2 separate regions of the Mus musculus genome follow, and region 1 is linked to region 2. A link is a contact called in public HiChIP or PLAC-seq data. All regions are on one chromosome and are shown on one strand. The core of a region is the stretch at or near the end of the contact, and the rest is flanking DNA. Distances in the headings are between cores, read along the strand shown.

The links. HiChIP or PLAC-seq counts read pairs in DNA pulled down with a chosen protein or histone mark.
Region 1: an HNF4G HiChIP or PLAC-seq map of pancreatic cancer cells shows a contact between it and region 2. The contact joins two enhancer-like sites. A contact is called at or near these places in 17 of 484 Hi-C or Micro-C datasets (the C10 cell line, CD8 central memory T cells, the CH12 cell line and 13 more), 4 of 115 datasets of contacts at active chromatin or transcription factors (CD8 T cells, effector CD8 T cells, fibro-adipogenic progenitors and 1 more) and 1 of 9 other capture datasets (embryonic stem cells).

Annotation. Positions count from the first base shown.
Region 1 is chr16:50,044,236-50,047,798 of GRCm38.p6, reverse strand. Gm4827 (predicted gene 4827) reads left to right here. Exons shown (of 4, transcript NR_045935.1): 2 at 1,759-2,033. Among named protein-coding and RNA genes, the nearest start is that of Gm32101, 3.6 kb to the left of the region's middle. Within about 2 kb of position 1,843, at least 139 of the 459 cell types and tissues checked have an H3K27ac peak or open chromatin away from gene starts, as enhancers often do. A contact at or near this core is called in bone marrow-derived macrophages, female germline stem cells and pancreatic cancer cells, where this site is marked.
Region 2 is chr16:49,937,197-49,940,600 of GRCm38.p6, reverse strand. It overlaps Gm5486. Among named protein-coding and RNA genes, the nearest start is that of Gm19723, 17 kb to the left of the region's middle. Within about 2 kb of position 1,455, at least 62 of the 459 cell types and tissues checked have an H3K27ac peak or open chromatin away from gene starts, as enhancers often do. A contact at or near this core is called in bone marrow-derived macrophages, female germline stem cells and pancreatic cancer cells, where this site is marked.

The DNA of each region.
Region 1 (3,563 bases), core at 594-3,093, 110 kb before region 2:
AGAAGGTAGCCCAGCCTGAATGTCCTCTCATCCTGCTAATATCTAACCGGCTACCTAGCAACATGATGGTTGTCCTACTTCCGTTTCTGGTGCTGGGATAAAATATCCCGATATAAAAAAACAACTTATGGGAGAAAGGGCCTATTTTAGCTCACAATTCCAGCTTATAGTCCATTATTTTGGGGGGAAGTCACACTGGCAGGAGCTTGAAGCAACTAGTCGGAGCACATCCGCAGTCTAGAGCAGAGAGAAATAAATTCACCTGTGCTTGCTTGCTTTACTCTAATACAGCCCAGGACTCAACCCCAGAGACACTGCATACAGCGGGCCGGTTGGCTGGGTCTTTCCACACCAATTAATCTAAGAAAGAAAAAAGCCCCTCCTAGGCATGCCCACAGGCTAGCCTGATCTAGGCAATCCCTCACAGAATCAACAAGGATTCTGTCCCTTTCTAGGTACTCCACTTTAGGCAAAGACTGTAGCCTGCTTCTTAAGCTCTAAAATGAGTTAATAATAGAATCTGATAGGTTTTCTTGAGGATTTAATGAGGTAATGAATGTAATTATAATGGCAAGCACAATGCCTGACCTGAAACAGATGCTTGGCAGCCACTAGCTCTTACGAATAATGTTTTATTCAATCAGGAAAGGCAGGTCTAAATGCTGAGGAAGCTCAGGGCGAGGTGGGAACGTCTGGAGAGGTATGCATTCTGTTTCTGGTGGGGTTTTTTCCTTGCTTTACTTAATACAGCCTAGGACCCAAATGCCAGAGAATAGTACTGTGTACACCGAGCTGGGTCTTTCCATTTAACCTAAGTAGGAAAAAAGCCCCTCCAGGCATGCCCATAGGCTAGCCTGATCTAGATCAGCCTAACCTGATCATAGCTGGCACCCCCACACATTGTATCCAATACTCCATGATTCAAAAGGTAATGAACGAGAAAGTGGTGGGCTTCAATTCCCAACCCTATTAATACCACAAGATTTGAGCTACATAAACCACTAGTATGAAATTGCTGGTATTCATTAAACCTTGACAATATGAATTATGTTTAGAAATAATGAATACACACACATATATAGTGTTTTGTTTGTTTTGGCTGTTTTGAGACAGGGTCTCAGTTTCTAGCCTAGGCTGGCCTGAAATAATATATTTTTAAATTAAGTCACTTGCCTGGAGGTCGGCCTCGTACTGGCATTTAGTGACATCTCAGTAAAGGCAGGGCATAGGCAGTATGAACTTTTTACACCGTGATTGTTTCACAGGAGTGACAACTGCGAGAACTTCTCATTCCCTTCGTCTGCCCTCACTGTTTCACCAGGTTTGGGTAGGAAGCACATGCCTGGTGTTCTGTGGAAGTGGTGGAGTGGGAGGAGGTTAACTGCAAGCTTTATCTCTCTCTGCTGCCAGTCGTCCAATTCTATGCTTTTCTCTGACTTTCATCAGTGATGAGGTCATCCCAGCGCGAGAAAAGCAAACTCCTATCTTTCAGATTCGATGAAGGCTAGCATTGTTTAGTCTGCATAAATAGAGGCCAGACCCATAGAGCCCAGGAGGCAAGCGGCTCGCCCTCTAGCGGTTTCACTGGCTAATGCCGGTCACTCACCGGAGCACTGACAGGAAGGCGGGAGCGTGAGGGCTAAAATGTAAGTTAAAATTAGATCAATAGTCAGCTTGGCTGTCTCAATCAATGCTTCGCAGGGAGAGCATACAACCATCTATTTATAAGCTAAACCCGGTATTATCTTCCTCTTTTAGGACGCAGAGATCCATTACTGCGCGCGGCAGGGGAGAGGATGCTGCGCGGAGGTTCCTGCCACTTTACAGCTCACTGGCTCGCGCTACCTCACCAGCCTGGGATGGGACGCTGCTGAAAGACCAGCCTAGCCTTCGGCTCTTCTCTCTGCGCAGGACCTTAGGGTCCCGTGCCCCTGCTGTGTCCCCTAACCACTCACTCTCGCCAATCCCGTGCAGCAATCGACCGCATCCTAAGTTTTAAATTGACAAGGTCAAATAGGGAACCTAGTGCATGGGTGAGTTTGCGGAGGGGTATAGGGCAAATGCATTAAAAATAACAGAACTCAAGGGCCCTCCTACAGAAACAGGCCACACATCAGCTGGATTCTAAACACAGGCTTGACTGCCCTTTTAAAAGGTTTTCCAACTAGCTCCCCCACTGACCTGAATTATTCATCCTTGCTCAGGCAAATGTTGCTGTCAATAACTGGGGTTCCTCCTCCTCCTCCTCCTCCTCCTCCTCCTCCTCCTCCTCCTCCTCCTCCTCCTCCTCCTCCCCATCAAAACAGGAATAGATATAGATTTGTGTAGCAGGCCAGTGAAGTTCTTAAGTTAAGGTCTGGGAGAGGTGGAACTCCACTAGCCCCAGTCTGCCCCCCGGGAAGGTATCTCTGATACACAAAATAGATCTACAGGAAGCTATTGTGTTGCTGTGGTTAAACTGCAGTTTTTCAAATGAGAGAGAGAGAGAGAGAGAAAAAAAAAACAGAGACAGAAGGGGGGGGAGAGACAGAGAGAGACAGAGAGACAGAGAGACAGAGACAGAGAGAGACAGAGACAGAGAGAGACACACACAGACAGACAGAGGGAGAGGAGGGACAGGGACAGAGAAAGAGAAAGGAATTTGATTTGGCGCCCTCACAATGCAAGATCAAACCATAATTTTTCAGAAAAAAAAACTTGTATCATATATATATATATATATATATATAATATTCTAACTTTTGTTTTTCTGTATCTGGAATTTTTCTTTCATAAGCATGCACTATTTTTATGATAGAAAAACTTTAAAGGCCTAAAGAACTTTAATATTAGCATAAATGTACATTAAGTATATTTTTAGAGTGGATCTATTAGCTGCTATATCATTTGACATAAAAGGCTTTTGAACTAAAGATAGGAACTGTTGTATTCTTTATTTAGAAATAGTATCTTCCATCCCCTTCCAATTCTTGTTGGCTTACCTCCAAAATAGTCTGCATCTGTCGCTTCCTCGCCATCTTTGCAGCTCCTCTCGGGGACAAGCCACCATTCATCAGCTTTCACCTGGATACCCAAAATATCTTGTCGGCAGTTTCTTACTGCCACCTTTCCCCAAAGAGGGGCTTCACTTGCCACTGTAGCAACCAGATTGGTCTTTTAAAATGTAAATCAGATATTCCTTTTTTTTTTTCTTTTCGAGACAGGGTTTCTCTGTGTAGCCCTGGCTGTCCTGCCTTGGTTAGATGATGTTCTTTCCCATAGCCAGAATGTAGTCTGCTGGGGTTTATCTTCAGGGTCATTTTGACTGGGCTTGGAATGACCTGGGAGTTGTGTGTCCCTTGGATGTGTCTGCTTCCAGAGAGGTTTAACCAAGGAGGAGCTGAGGTGTGTCATGAAGGCAGGTGGTATCATTCCATGGGTTGAGGTCTCTGGCTGAATAATCAAGGGAGGCTGAAGAAATGGCTGGGCAGTTAAGAGGGCTTCCTGTTCTTGCAGAGAAACTGGCACAGTTCCCAGCACCCATGCTGTGGGACCTAACAATCTCCTGTAACTCTGATGCCACT
Region 2 (3,404 bases), core at 206-2,705:
TCAGAAACACATGGATACATGGACATATTAAAACCACATGAGATAATCATGTGAACTTACCAAACACACCAGACCAACAAAGAGGTCAACAACCTTAAGAAGAGTCCATGAAAGAAAAGACATCCAGCACACACAGCTGGGCTGGTTGGTTTTGCCATCTGCTTACACACCTACACATATCTGGGGAAGGGATCTTAATTATGAAAACACTTCTATAAAATTGGACTGTAGGAAAGTCTACAGAATATTGTCTTAACTAATGATTTATGTAGGAAGGCATGGTGGGCAATGTCACCCAAGGTAGATGGTACTGGGTTATATAATAAAGCAGGCTGAGCAAGCCATGAGGGTCAAGCCAGTAAGAAGTTGTGATGGTTTGAATAAGAATGCCTCCATAGGCTTGTAAATTTAAATGCTTCATCTCCGTTTGGTGGAACTGTATGGGAAGGATTGGGAGGTGTGGCTTTGTTCGAGGAGGTGTGTCATGGGGAAGGGCTTGCAGATAGATCTACCTCTCCACTGATTCTACTGCCATATACTCACCGTACCAACATGAACTCTAATCCCCTAGAACTGTAAGTTCATCTGAACACTTTCTTTTATAAATTGCCTGGCCATGATATTTTATAGAAATAGAAAAGTAATGAATACAGCAATGCTCCTCCATGGCCCACATGTCTAGTTCCTGCCATGCTTCTACCAGCAACTGACTATAAACTGCAAGCTGAAATAAACCCTTTCCTTTCCAAACTGCTTTTTGTCATGCTGTTCGTCACAGCAATAGAAAGCAAAGCAATAAAACTGTAATAAAGATGGAACCAACAATCTGTCATGTGACCACCCTATGTGATGTATGTGGTCAAAGAACTGACAGGCAGAGAATTCCTGCCTCTGCTGCTTGAGTTTAGTAGTTCCCACTGCCTGACTTAGTTCACTCTAACATCTATCCATCAGACCTCCTTCTTAGACCTGGACATGTGCCTACACTAATGGTTCTTTGTCTCCATCACAGACCTCAGCCTTTGGTCTCTGCTGATTTGGTTTGATTCTCCAACTTCTCCAAGCCAGTAAGGCACTGCCATTCTATAGTGTGTGCAAGGTGGAATACATGATCTTAGCGTTGATGTTAGGAATTAAGATTGAAAAAGAAGAAAGTATGATTGTGGATAGCCACACTGTCAAGGGTTAGAGTAATTGATTACCTGGTAAGTTGAAACCTGCGAAACCAGCACAATTTGTGAATTTATTGCTATTCAGGAATCTCTGATATTTATGTTAAAGACACAAATGTGTCTATGTTTCTGACAAAGAATACTCCTGATGCCAATACACTTTCCAGTTGTAGGGATACCCGAGTTATCAGTTCTACAGAAATTTCACATTAGTCTGGACCATCTGGAGGCTATTAGGGTGAGTCACTGAGAGTTAGTCACCCTGTCTCTGCGAAGTGACTGGGAATACCCATGGTCAACTATATTCTCTTTATTTTCTCTTCATTATGCTCGCATGACTCACTTTCTTGGAGTTTCCCTCTGTGTAAATTTTCTAAGGTCCTTTATGTCTCTCACCAGAGAGGCTGAAGTTGCTTGTGGAAGCATCAAATAGACTTCCTGCTTCTCCTGGGCTTCAGGATAGGAACGCCATGATTACTTACCAGGTTGAGCAATAAAGAAAAGTAAGGGCTTTAGAAAGGGAGTAAGGTCAGGCTGTCTCGGGCTCAGTTTCCAAAGCTCTAGCGTCAGAATGTCCTTTGATGTCTAAAAATTTTCAACACCAGTTTCTTCTCTACAAACCTCCATGTCTAGGTTCCACCCACAAAGAAAAATTCCATGCCTACCTTGACCCCCATGGGGTTATAGAGCGAGAAGGACCTTCAACAGAGACAGGAAAAGGAAAGGCAGTTCACTAGCCTGACAAACTAGGGGGCAGAAGAGACTAGGCATCTACATGAAAAGGGAGTGGGCTTCCCTACATAGAAGAGGAGGAATTGCCTTTGCAATGGAAGATAGCAGGATCTTTGGTATAAAACAGTAGGGTGTGTGTGAATGGATGTTTGTACCCTCAGCTGTTAGAGAGGTTTCTCTGCAGCCAGTTGAAGGCAGAACCTGGAAAGACTTCCAAAAGAGGGGTCAGAGAGGGAGGAGCTGAACTTTTAAATTATCATTCTTTTTCTTTTTTAAGGATTGGGAGGAGTGTGTCTTCTGGTAGAACATTTTCCTGACTTTGCCAAGGTCCTGGGTTTGACCCATAGGAAAACATAGGAAATAAACACAAAACAGGAAAGCAAAACAAAAGCTGAATTGCTCTTATGGAACTTGTTCAAAAAACGATAAGAAAAGGTAAAAGAGGAAAACGGGAGGTGCTGGTGCACGCTCAGCGCTTGAGAGGCAGAGGAAAGTGAGTTTGAGGCTAGCCAGTCTGCTGAGTGAGATCTAGGACAGCCCAGGGCCACACTGATACACCCTGTTGTCTTGAAAAACAACAAACAAAACCAATCCAAAAACAAACAAGGACGGAAGGAGGGAGGAAGGTGGGAAGAAGGGAGAGAGAGAGAGAGAGAGAGAGAGAGAGAGAGAGAGAGAGAGAGGTGGATAGGAAGCAAAAGTGAAAGAACAACGGGGAAACCAGCTTGGAAAGCTGCTGCAGGTGAATACCCAGGGGTTTTCCAGGTCAGGACTTAGAACTGAGGTACCAATGATGTCAGAATCCCCTGTGGGTAGTTCATTTATTAACTGGGGTGAACGTTAAAGGGAGAGAAATCCGAAATCGTGCCAAACTGAAGATCCTGGGAGATATTTAAGAGTACAGATTTTTTTTCAAGCTGAGCTTGCTTTGGGACATGTTGACCTGCCATAATGTCTCAAAATTCAAATAGAAATGCCCAGCTGTTTGTTAGTGATGCTTCCTGGCCGTGCTGTCACGGCTGCAGCTTTGTCCTGTCACAGGCTGGTCTAACAGGCTGTCTCCTGGGGAGACAGCTTCCTGTTAACTCCACCAAAGCCTCCTCTGTCTAATCTTGAATGTGACCTTTCCCTTAATTTATAATATCTCCTCTGGAATCTTTCATTATCGTAGTATCCATTTTATACTCTCTTGTAGCAGGAGGAAGGTCAAGGCCACACATTCAGTTGTTCACCAGAGATTTAGCAGGCAGCATTGTTGTGCCAGGCACAGTGTTAGGGCTCGGTGTGCAAGAGTGAACACAGCAAATGTGATGACTATATGTGGTAGAGCAGATAAATGACAAATAAGGGTGGTATCCATGAGAAGGGAGGGCAGGATTTTTAGCTGCACAACTCGAAGCCTGGAGAACCTAAAGGTATAATTTTCATTGCAGTCAGGTCTTGCAGAAACGTGTGAGCTGGTCAGAATTGATTCTACCTCCTTCTAACTGAGCTCATAAG